Regions from separate parts of the Sus scrofa genome. Here regions 2 and 3 are each linked to region 1. Evidence: chromatin contacts called from public promoter capture Hi-C data. All regions are on one chromosome and are shown on one strand. Each heading gives the region's core, a stretch centred on a gene start, on an enhancer-like site or on the middle of the called end of the contact. The rest is flanking DNA. Distances are from core to core; before and after follow the strand shown. Region 1 holds the start of GRK4 (G protein-coupled receptor kinase 4). Region 2 holds the start of NSD2 (histone-lysine N-methyltransferase NSD2). Region 3 holds the start of MXD4 (max dimerization protein 4).

What was found. Promoter capture Hi-C pulls out the DNA fragments that hold promoters and counts their contacts.
Region 2: a promoter capture Hi-C map of liver shows a contact between it and region 1, with 2.6 times the contacts expected there. The contact joins the promoter of NSD2 here to the promoter of GRK4 in region 1. A contact is called at or near these places in 1 of 5 promoter capture datasets (liver) and 1 of 2 datasets of contacts at active chromatin or transcription factors (alveolar macrophages).
Region 3: a promoter capture Hi-C map of liver shows a contact between it and region 1, with 4 times the contacts expected there. The contact joins the promoter of MXD4 here to the promoter of GRK4 in region 1. A contact is called at or near these places in 1 of 5 promoter capture datasets (liver) and 1 of 47 Hi-C or Micro-C datasets (liver).

What each region holds. Positions count from the first base shown.
Region 1 is chr8:1,735,991-1,739,853 of Sscrofa11.1, forward strand. It overlaps GRK4 (G protein-coupled receptor kinase 4), which reads left to right and starts at 1,970. Exons shown (of 12, transcript XM_021100943.1): 1 at 1,970-2,593. The coding sequence starts at 2,542. NOP14 (nucleolar protein 14) reads right to left here and starts at 1,981. Exons shown (of 18, transcript XM_005666511.3): 1 at 1,643-1,981. The coding sequence starts at 1,837.
Region 2 is chr8:936,714-940,576 of Sscrofa11.1, forward strand. It overlaps NSD2 (histone-lysine N-methyltransferase NSD2), which reads left to right and starts at 2,119. Exons shown (of 22, transcript XR_002346526.1): 1 at 2,119-2,180.
Region 3 is chr8:1,215,123-1,218,985 of Sscrofa11.1, forward strand. It overlaps MXD4 (max dimerization protein 4), which reads right to left and starts at 1,685. Exons shown (of 6, transcript XM_003482330.3): 1 at 1,459-1,685; 2 at 1,259-1,358. The coding sequence starts at 1,522.

The sequences.
Region 1 (3,863 bases), core at 720-3,219:
CTGCTACTCGCAGATTCCACACTGTCATGTTTGTCTACTGCTGAGTTCGTCTGTAACCCTAACCAACCCTTGCACCTTCTGGGTCATTCACAGACAAGCACATGACATCCAGGAGCTGTAGTCAAGCACGAGGACAGCCCCATCGCTTCCCAGCAAGGACTCTGGGGAACACCTATAGTACCTGTAAAGGGAGATACAGGTAGTTCCCACCTCAGGCAGCTAAGCAGAAACGAGGGCAATGAGGCTTCAGTAATGAAGACAGACGAGTCCACTGTGGAGTCCATGCTATTGCCACCCCCACGCCTGCCTTGGGGCGTGTGACAGGGGACACACTCGAGTCAGCTCTAAGCTTGTCTCGTCTACCTCTATTGCCCGCTCCTTGCAAAAGATGACACCTGATTTAATTCAAAGATCATCTGGACCCCAAGCCGTGTGAGAATACAGACTCTGAGCCCCTGAAGCTGGGGCCGACGGCTTCTTTACCTTTTCCCCTCCACCTGCTAGAACAGAGCTGAAACACAAGTGCCCAGTGGCGCATAAAGGCTTCAGAGAGGTTTAAACCCAGTGCAAGCCCCAGCCCTTACCAGTCGTGCCACCCTAGGAAAGCTACTTGTCCTCTGTGCTTCTGCCTACTAATTCATTAGCCTACTGATACCTCTTCCTCAGAGTAATAATAAACATTGTTTTGCTTTTTAGGGCGGCACCTGTGGCAGATGGAAGTTCCCAGGCCAGGGGTTGAATCAGAGATGCAGCTGCCAGCCCACACCGCAGTCACAGCAATGCTAGAGACAAGCCTTATCTGTGACCTACACCACAGCCTGTGGCAATGCCAAATGGTTAAGCCACTGAGCAAAGCCAGGGATCCTCCTGGATACTAGTCCAGTTCACAACCTGCGGAGCCACAGCGGAACTCCCAATGTTGTTCCGCCAACCAAGGAGCGTGTCTCAGAAGCTGCATGGAGAATGCCACCTGAACTGAACCCTAAAGCACAGAATGCTCTGAGACCACAGCACAGAAAACGTGAAAGCACTCAGCATCCAGGAGGGTAGCATTTCAGCTACCCTGCAAGGGACAGGGTTGTGTGCTGCAAAGGAGAGATGCACTCTTCCTCAAACATCCAGGAGCACCCCTATGCAGCCCCCATTCTGTGCAGAAAAGGCCCAGGATCCCTAACCCAGCAGCGTTCAGAGTCTCCAGGAGAACAGGCTGAAAGAGATCCGCACAGGGGACACGGCAGCAGAGAAGTGACTAACTGCCCGAGGCGCCTGCAAAGGAGCCACAAGGAAACACACGTGTGCTGGGTCTCCAAGGAGGGACAATAAATTTCCAAGGACTGTCATTCCAGCCCACCCAAAGCCAGAGGCATGACACGGGGCATACACGACACACGACGTCCAACTGTGCCAAGCGCTGGTCCGAGGACTCTAAGTGACAACTGCCCTCCCTCACCGCAGCCCCGGGACGCGGGTCCTCCCATCATCTCAATTTACAGACGAGGAAACAGGCGCAGAAAGGTTCCCACGCCTCCGGGCCACCGCGCGGCACACACCCCGCGGTAGGGCTCGCGAGTCTGCGCCGTGCCGCGGAGGTTCAAGGGTAGGGCCGCGGGCCCGGGGGGCGCGCTCCCACCCCCCCGTTTACCTTCTGGAGCGCTCGCGCGCGGGACACCCCGGGCATCCCCACATCGTGGCGCGTTTTCCTGCCCAGGACCTGGAACTTCTGCCGGTTGACTTTCACCTCGAATGGGTTGGGGTTGGGTCTCGCTCGGCCGCTCCGCGCGCCCGCCGGGGCCCCGAGGGCCTTCCCGCGCGCCCCGGCGGACCTGGCCTTCCCCATCGCGACACTCGCCGGACTTCAGAACCACTCAGAAGACACGTGCACCTCCGCAGCCCGGGGCGGCCCTCCGGTTCTCGCGAGAACTGAGCCCGTGCGAAGGGGAACGCCGGGAGAAACTCCGTCTCGCCCAGGCCCCGCCTACTCGCCCGCGGCGGAGCGACTACAATTCCCAGCAGCCTTCGCCGCGCGCGGCCTCCTGGGAGCGGTCGCGGCCCTCGCGGCGCCGGCCCGCCTCCGCACGCCAGCGGGAGAGCGCTCGGGCTCCCTCTCCCGGGGAGCCGTTGGCGGGAGTCGGCGCTGTGCCAGGAGGCGGCGGCGGCGGCGGCGCCCCTGCCGGAGAGCCCCTCCCGGGCCATGGGGCCGCCAGCCTGGGCCACCGCGCGGCGGCAGTGACCGCGGGAACCCGCGGCGGCCGGGCTGTCAGAGCCCCCCGGCCCGCCCACGCCCCGGACCCCGAGGGTCGGGCGGGAGGCCGGCGCCGGGAACGTCCGAAGCAGCGGCGGCGCGGCTGGTGGCCGTGGCAGCGGCGGCGGCGGCAGAAGCGGGCGGTGGAGGGGCTGCAGCCCAGTGTGGCACCCGGCCCGGCGCCCGGCGAACCATGCGCGGAGGACGCGCCGCCGCCGCCCCCTCGAGTCCGCAAACCCCGGTCGCGGCGGCTGCAGAGGCGGCGGAGGCGGCGGCGGCGGCGGCGGCGGCGGTCGTCCATGGAGCTCGAGAACATCTTGGCCAACTCGCTGCTACTGAAAGCGCGCCAAGGTGGGTGCACAGCGGCGCCCCAACCAGCCCTGGAACCCCGATCCCCGGGGGACCCTGCTGCGGGACCCAGATCTTCCGCAGAATCCCGAGCCGGTCCGCGCAGCCTCGCTCTCGGGCGCGGTCGGCTGGCGAGGGGTCAGTTTGGGCCCCCCTAAGGCTTAAGCTGCTTGGTCCCCTTTCAGCACCGCCTGACCCAAGTGAAGGTAGCCCGCGCTCTGCTCTGGTCCGTCTGAAGTCGCAGGGTCGCAGCGTTGCTTCAGCACCAGGCGACCCGTGTCCTACTGACCTGAGAGGGAGGAAGCCAGGCCAGCGAGTGAAGCCAGCAGAAGAGAACCATGTCTTGGTGGGATCTAAAGGACAAGAGGAGAATCCTGTAATCTACCCTGGCGAGGCCCTTCCAAGGGTGTTTAGCCTGTTAATTTTGACATAGCTTCTTGGCCTTTAGGTGTGAGAAGGTGTCTCAGACTTGACGGTGACAAGAGTGGATTTTAGCCCCACTAACGTGTTGAGTGAACAAGTCAGTAAGACTTAAGTGTGAAAACAGCAGTTGGCTCCGCCCTGCTCGAGACTCCAGGAGTAGAATCTCTGTCGAGGACCAGGTGTCTTCTCTCCTGCCTCTGGAGAGATGGGAGAGCAGGCAGCAGCGTCTGCCCGTGGTTCTTCCGTCCCTTCCCTCTTGCGCAGTCAGAGTCAGAGAACAGAAAGTACCTGCAGAAGGCTGCATAGTTAAGACAATTTGAAGGAGCGTTTTCTGCTCCATCTCCCAGGGCTTCCGTCCTGGGTGCAGAGTGCAAAGAGGTGCTCCAGGGGACTTGGGGATGCTGTTGAAAAGCGTCAGTAAGTTCATCTTGTGATTGGGGTAGTGAATACTGTGCTGTGTGAGAAATGAACCTGGCACACAGATGTTTCAGACTTGGGTTGTTTTTTTTTAAGTACCCCCCCTTTCCCATTTTGTCCTAAGTGCCTTTCTCTCAACACCCTGGAGATTCCGAATCAGAAATTCTTTTTTCTTTTCTTTTTTTTTTTTTTTGTCTTTTTAGGGCTGCACTGGCGGCATATGGAGGTTCCCAGGCTAGGGGTCCAATTGGAGCTGTAGCCACCAGTCTACAACAGAGCCACAGCATCGTGGGATCTGAGCCTCGTCTGTGATCTACACCACAGCTCATGGCAATCCTTCATCTACTGAGTCAAACCCGTGTCCTCATGGATGCTAGTTGGGTTCACTAACCGCAGCGCCATAACAGGAACTCAGGTTTTTTGTTTGTTTGTT
Region 2 (3,863 bases), core at 869-3,368, 800 kb before region 1:
GCGGGGTTTCCTTCAGTCCCGGGAGGGCCTCTTCCCCTTTGCAGTGACCAGGGAGACCCTCTGCTCTCCCAGAGGCCAGGACTGGGGCTGTTCGGCTGGCCAGACTCGATGAGAAGGGCCTAGGACCTCCAGGAGACAGTAGGGCTGGGCCCAAGGAGGCCTGCACTGGGCAGGAAAAGATCAGCCAGCCCCAAATAACTTTCTTCAAGAAAATCCACACACACACTTGCAAGTTTTGAATAAATTTACATGTTGATTGCACTATTCTAAATGCAGATTTTTTTCTTTGAAGAGGAATCCTAATTCCAAACTTGTGAAATACTGCAGGGACTTAAGGACTGGGGAGGGAGGCAGTTTTCCAGGCTTGTGCCCCAGAGGGATCCAGATCCCAGAGAGGGATGTGGCAAAATGCAAATGTGAATGGGTCACCACCCACTAGACGCATTCCAGAGGCTCCTGGGGGCCAGAGGTGACTCCCGGCAGTGACTGCTGTGACGAAGGTGTCTCTTCTAGTCGCCAGGTTCCCCAGTCCCCTGCAAGGGTACAGCACACAGCGGGACCTCGCCGTGGAGCGCTTGGGTGGAAGTGTGAACAGTTCTCTAATTCCTTTTCCGCTGGCACACTGGGGAGGGCCCCCCTCGGTTCTGGCGTCCCCTGCTTTGGTGGGAAGGACGTCCAGGCGGGGTGCTTTAAGTGCTGCCTACCAGAGTCCTGCACTGGCAGTGCTGGCCAGGCCTTTGCACTCCAGCCCCTCAGTCAGGGATGTGGCTGCCCCTGGGAAGGGTGAGACCAGCAGTGACGTGGCTCTCGGCAGCCAAAGCAGACCCTGTAGGAGCTGGCAGCTGGTGGCTGGGCAGGAAGAGCCCCCTTGAAGGGGTCCGCAGCGGCACATCTGGGTCCACCACACAGGTCCATTATCCCAGCTGCAAGTCAGACTGATCTTCCCAAAGCTGGATCCTGACCACAGGCTGGCACTCCTGGGCCTGGCCGGCCCTCTTCCCCACCCCAGCCTCACTAGAACGGCAGGAGCCCCAGTAGTTTCAGGATTCCCCACGACATCCAGATCAGGGCAGTTCCGAGCCTGGGAGGTGGGGGGAATGTCTAAATGCACGCCCCACGGATATTCTCTAGAAGACCCCCCCCCCTCCACCGCGCCGGCCAGACTCTCTCCGGCCTGTTATCTTCCTCCCTGTCGTTGTTTGTGACTCTTTATGCCAGGTTTGTAATGTGGGCTCCAGGAGCGCAGGCATGGCGGGGACCTCTGCACCCTTCTCCGCAGCCCCGGGAGCTCCCTCCACAGCGCTCCCCTGCGAGTTCCAGCGGGGTTTCGCGTGCAGGGGCAGTTGGAACCTGACCTCCGCCTTCCCGGATCCGGGCGGCTCGAGCAGGCCCCGCGCCAGAGAGCCTCCTAACCGGAGTCTTCTTTCCGCCCCAAGGCAGGGGCGTGGGTGATCACCCGGGTGCCCGGCCTGCAGCCAGCGTGGAGGGAGCCGCGCCGCGGGGCCGGGGCCGGGACCGCGATCGCGCGGGGCGGCCTCGCGGGCGGCGATTGGGCGCGCGGCCGTGACGTCACCACGCGCGCGCTCCGGACGGCCAGTCCGGGCTCCGGGCCTTCGGTTGAGCCGTCGCCTGGCGCGCGCCCGGCCGAGTAGCGGGAGCAGGGCGCGCGCCCCGGCGCTGGTCTGAGGCGGCCGGCGGGGTCCCGCTTCCCTGGCTTCAGCGCGCCCTCGAACCCCGGCCCCAGCCCGCGCCCTGACCCCAGCCCCAGCCCGCGCCTCCGGCCCCCGCCGCCCCCCCGCCCGCGCGCCCCGCCCCGCCCCGCCCCGCGCGGATTTGAAAAGCCCGGCCGCAGCCCCGCGAGCGCGGCAGCCAATCAGCGGCGCGCACTTTCCCGCGGCTTCTGTGAGGCGGCGGCGGCCCGGCGGCGGCGGCGGCGGGCGGGAGGCGCGGGGGCGGGGTCGGCGTCGCGCGCGGAGAGCCTCGGCCTGGCCGCGCTGCGCCCGCCGCCGCCGCCGCCGCCGCCGCCGCCGCCCCCTCCCCTCCGCGGCCCTCCCTCCCTCCCTCCCCCGCGGCCCCGGCCCGGGCCCCCTCCCCGGCCGCCGCTGCCGCCGCCGCCGCCGGAGCCGCCGCGCCGGAGAGCCGCCGCCGCCGCTGCCGCCGGAGGATGCGCCGCACAACAGGTCACTGGCGCCGCCGGCCCAACCGCCGCGGGCCTGAGGGGCGGAGGGCGGAGGGCTGAGGGGCCGGGGCCGGCGGGCGGGCGCGGCCATGTTGGGCCCGGCGGCCGGCGGCTGCACCTGTGCCGCCGGCGGGCCGGGGCCTTTGTTCGCGGCGGCGCCGAGCGGGCCGGCCCGGCCTTTGTGAGGCGCGGGCCGGGGCCGGGCCGGCCGCGGTGGGAGGGGCGCCGGGGCCGGGGTCGCTTTTTGTCTGCGGAGGGGCCGCTGACACTCGGACGCCGGCCGTTGGTCAGCGCCGGCGCCCGGGGCCGCCGGGCCTTGGCAGGTGGAGGCGCGGGGCCCCGGCCCGGGCTGGCGGCGGTCGGACAGCGGCCGCGAGGCCCGGACACGCAGCGGGGCGGCCCCGGCCGCACGCCGGCCCTGCCCCACTGGCGAGAAGGCGGTTTAAAATCTCGGCATTTAAAAAATGCTGGTCTTGCGTTTGGGCAGCCCGGGCGGCTTCCCCTGGGTGCCCTGGCGAGGCGGTGGGTCTGCCGCGCTGGTGGAAACTTAGTGTCGGCGGGGCGTGCAGCCCCCCGGGCGGGTCATCGGGCGCTGCTGGGCTGCGTGTGCGTCCCAGGACCTGGGGAGGGAAGGCCGCCTCCGCGGGTGAGGTCCCCCCCGTCCTGACACCGCGCTCACCCTCTCCGGGTCTCGGCTTTAAATGACGCCGAGGGGCGCGTGCCCCAACCCCTCGGCAGCGGAAAGCTCACGTCGGCACCGCGCATCCGTGATAGCGGCTCGTGTTTCGTGCATTTGAAAATAAGGCCACGGTGGGAAATAAGTTAGGAGCCGTCTCATTTATGCAGCTGGGACTTTAGCTCTCTTATTTCCCCAGATGCTTTAAATGTCCTCGTCACAGAGTTAAACGTGATGGGAGCCGCGGCAAAGAAGCCCACCTCCAGGCAGGAGCGCGGAGGAAGCAGTCCTGGCAGCGCGGCCCCTTCCTGGTGTGCTTGACGTGTGCTGCGCACCCCTCAGCCGAGTTCAAATCTAAACTGCCGACTGGAAGTGAAGAGACGCATGCCTTAAGCGCGATGACTTTGAGTCATTTCCTCTCGGTCTCTTCCATTTTCTCAGACGCCCAGCAGCCTTCAGTTTGGGCCAGTGGTTAAAGTGAGGACTGACTGCAGGGCTGAGTCCGTGTGAGCTCTTGTGAGCGACGCTGATCAGTGTAGCACAAAGCCCCCTCCCTCCTGCCTGCATGACTGCCGAGAAGGCTGGCCTCTGCCTTCAGCAGTAAACCTTCCAATCTAAGAGTGTCAGGTAAATAACGTGGTAAATTTCGGAAGGTGCCGGGCAGTTTGTCATTCTGTGTGCACGCATTTATCCACGCGTACCATGTAAACTGACTTGAAATTTGTGGAGACAGAGAACAAAGCAGATAAACCGGCTACCATGTGTGGCTACTCCGCTTGTGATTTTTATTCAGTTGATTTACACAGGGCTGTTAAAATAGTACCTTCTTAAGGAGTTCCCTGGTGGCGCAGTGGGTTAAAGGTCTGGCATTGTCACTCCTGTGCCTCTGGTGGCTGCTGTGGCACCAGTTCGATCCCTGGCTTTGGAAGCTGTGGGCACGGCCAAATAAAACCGTACCTTGTTAAATACGAGGAATCACATGAATGAGTCAGAATTGCGGAAATTAGA
Region 3 (3,863 bases), core at 435-2,934, 520 kb before region 1:
CTCAGCTATGATGGTAGCTATGGGCCCTGGGTACCCTATGCCACAGGAGGAAAAGGTCACAGGCCCAAGTTTTCCATGGGTGGCAGGGTGCTTGGCACAGTGAGAACCAACAGCAGGGGCCTGGCTCGCTCACGGACACCTAAGGCAGTGGTGTCCCCCACCAAACGGTCCCCAACAGGCGACCAGGGGCTGGGACTTAGAGGCACGTCCAGCCAGAGCAGATGGAGCCTCAATCAATTGCTTGCCAGGCCGAGGGTGCCAGGACGTCACAGGAGATGGGTCCCTGAGCCAGCCTTTCTGTTTCCCAAGAATGAGCACGCCACAGGAATGAGCCGCGCCCTCTGCCAAGGGGCCCCAAAGCCCCCTGGAAAGGCAGCTCCCAGCCTGGTGACATGGTCCAGGGCCAAAGTGGGCCCCTGGGCAGTGCCAGGTGTGCCGTGGTCCCCACAGCGGCCAGGAGAGTGTAATCCCACAGAAACCCTACCGGAAGGTCCTCACTGCCACCCAGGGATATGCACCCCCACGTTCAGGCGCCTACAGCCAGGGTACAAGGCCAGAGCAAGAAGAGGGGTCTCTGGCACTGGGAGAGGCTGCTGCACGTGGCCCCACAAGCTCTTCCGGCCCCCTTAAAAAGGGCCTTCTGACCCAAAGAAGGGGACACCCTCCCCCCGCACGGGTCGCTGGAGTTTCACTTGTGTCAGGAGTTTGGGAAGGAGCGGTGGGCACCGTGCGAGGGCTGAAGGCCCAGGGCAGGGCTTCCACACTTCTTTGTGCAGGTCCCTGGGGTGGGAGGACTCAGTCCAGTGGCGGGGCTCGGTCCTTGGAGACAGTGCAGCCCACCCGCCCGCGGGGGCAGAGGTCGCGGCCAGCAGCCCCACGCTGCCCTGCACCAAACCTCAGTTTCCCTAAACCCACCGGGGATCCGCCAGCGCCCCTGACAACTTTTTTTCCTGCCAGGAAAAGTACAGAACAACTTGGGGGCGGGGAGCGACTGCGGGAGGAGACCCCGGGCGGCGGGCGCTGTACGCGTGGCACTGTTTACGCGAGAGTCCGAGGAGGCGCGGCCCGCGGGAAGATGGCGACGGCGCGGGCGGGGCCGGCCGGGAGGGGCTGTCGCGGCCCGGGCATGCCTCCTCCTCCAGGCTGGCCGCCGGGGCGTGCAGCGGCGGCGGCCGGGCTACAGGCTGGGGTCGGGCCGGGGGAGGGCGCTCCCGGGGCGTAAGCCCCGGGCCTGGGGGCGCCGCGCGGGGGGTAGTACCTGTTGTTCGGGGCCTTGCGCACCAGGCCAGCCGCCTTTGTTTTCTTCCTGGCAAAGTCGCCATCGAAGGGCAGCACCGAGGCGTACCCGTGCTCGGCCTCTGCAGACAGACGGCGCGGTCAGCTGGCCCCCGCCCGGGTCCCGGCCCCGCCGCCGCCCGCCCGCCCGCGGCCCGGCGCACAAAGGGGCGCAGGCGCTACCTCGGTCCCTGCGCTCCAGGTACTCGGCCGCCTCCAGCAGGATCAGCAGGGAATTCAGCTCCATCCTCCCGCCCACCCCGCGTGCGCGCTCCGGGACGGCGGCGGCCGCTGCCCGGCCCGCTCCGGCCGGCTCCGCTCGCCGCCTGCCCCGCGCGCCCTGCGGCTCCACTTCCCCGACTCTCGCGGACTCCTAGCGCGCTCGGCCGCCACCCTCCGCTTCGGGCCCTCAAATTGACACATAAGGGCGAGCGGCGGCCGGCACAACCAATGGGAGTCGGCGATCAGGCTCCGGGGGCGGGCACCGGACTGGGTCGGGGCCAATAGGAGCCGGCCGAACGCCTCGGGCCGGGCCGAGAATGTTGACAGATGCGAAGCTCGGTTCCGATAGGCCCGCCGCGGTAGTAACAATTTAGAAGCCCAAGCTTAGCAACAGCACGTGGTGGCCCGGCCCCCGCGCTCGCTGACTGGCGGCAGGCGTGCATGTTAAGTAGGCGCCGCGCGCCGATTGGCCCAGAGCGGTCTATGTAAAATAGGCACGGCGGACCAATGGCCGGCCTCGGGGCGCGCAGCCAATGAGGGCGCTGCGGCCGGACGCGTTGCCGAGAGGAAGCAGAGGGCTGTGGGATCGCCTGCCGCCCGGCCACGAGCCAGGGCCCGTTAGGGCGCAGGGAGCATCCCAAATACCCCGCCGGTGCGCCGGATCTGCACACACCGTGCACAGGAACCTGTCGCCCCGGGCCTGCTGCCATAACTGGCTTCGCGGAAGCTCGGGGCCTCGCGGTCTCCTCGGAGGTCTCTCGTGGGGCTGCAAAACGACAGCCCTCCTCGTCGGACACAGCGCGATCCCAGGAAAGGCTAGGGTTTGGAAGAGGGGCCTAGACGGAGGATCTCAGTAGGAAACTGAGGCCCGGAGCTGCAGGGGTCCCTCAGAGCTGCCCAGTGGACCCTAGGGCTGAAGGAAGGATGTGAGAAGAGAAGGGTGCCAAGATCTGCCGCCGCAGGGCTCCCATGAGTGGAGGGCTGCGTGCTCCTGTCTGGCCCAAAGGGTGGGGACATTCCAAGAGGCGAGCGCTTGTCCCCTCTGGCCATGGAAGCGCTTTCTAGGGAAGAGAATTGCCCTTCGTGGGAGGGGCGAGAGCTCCCGGCTGGCGGGCTGGCAGGTGGCCCTAGTGACGCCTGACCCTAAGCTGGCCCCATTGGAGCAGGGACTGGCAGGTTAGGGGCAGCCCCAGACTGGCCACAGGCCTCCTTAATTTTCCCTCTCACTGGTCGTTGAGACTGATGGCCTGGGAGCTCCTGTACAGGGGGCCAGCTAGCTGGAGATTCTGGGGTGCAAGGTGGCTGGACACCCCCTCCAACACAGACACTCTGCTGCTGCCAGCACAACAGGACAAAACTAAAAACCTCACAGTTTCAGCCTGAGGGCCTGTTGAAAGCTTTATATGCATTTCCTTGTTTCGAGAAGGACTGACAGAGCTGGGAATCCTGAGGTTAGGGACTCCCCAGGGTCTCCCAGCCACCCCTGCCCTCCCCAGCACCCTCCCCCCCCCCACTGCCTCCCCCATGGATTAGTGCTCCCATATGCTTGGCCAGGGCTAGTGACTCGGCATGGAGACCAAACCACCTCCTGGTCCAGCACAACTTGCAGGGGTGGGAGCCACCACTGTGGTGACCTGAGAAATGGGGTTAGGAACGTGTGCCCCCAGAGGGTGGCAGGACCCGGTGAGGGACTTGGAAACTGCCATTAGACAGCCCTGCATGGACATTAAAATCACAGCATTAACCCCTGCCCCTTCTGCTCCTGCCCCACAGCCACCCAGGGCCAGGGCAGCGTCCCTCTCAAGAGCTGGGTGCTGTGGCCTCCAGGTCTACCTGTGAGCGAGGTCAAGGAGGACACCAAGCTCGGGGACAGCCGGGTGCATTCTGGGCTCTGGGGTAGTGGAGGCAGGGTGTTCCCTGCTTATGTGAGGGCTGGGTTGCTGGTCCCTGTCCTAAAGCCAGAACCTGTGCCTGTGTGAGTGCACCTGCTGGACGCCTACCCTCCTCTCTGCTGTGGGGCATGAGGTGTGCTTTGTAGCACAGTGGACAGCATGGTGCCCAGGTGTGACTACAGAAGCCTGTGCCAGCTGCCTCCTGGCCTGAGAGGAGGCGGGGGGGGGGTCCCCATCTTGCCTTGGGCTGCATCTGGGCTATTTGGGGGACCTTTCCCTCAGCCACACTGGGAACAGGCCACTTCCCAGTGCCCGCATGGTCCACACTGCCTGTGAGCGTGGGCGCCACTGTTCCCTGGGGAAGCGGGGCCAGAAGGGGCCTGGCTGGTGGTGGGAGTGAGGGGCTGGGCAAGAAAGAGGACCTGGTGCGGGTGCAGCATCTGGGTCCCAGACCGAGGGGGCAGCTCCGGGGGG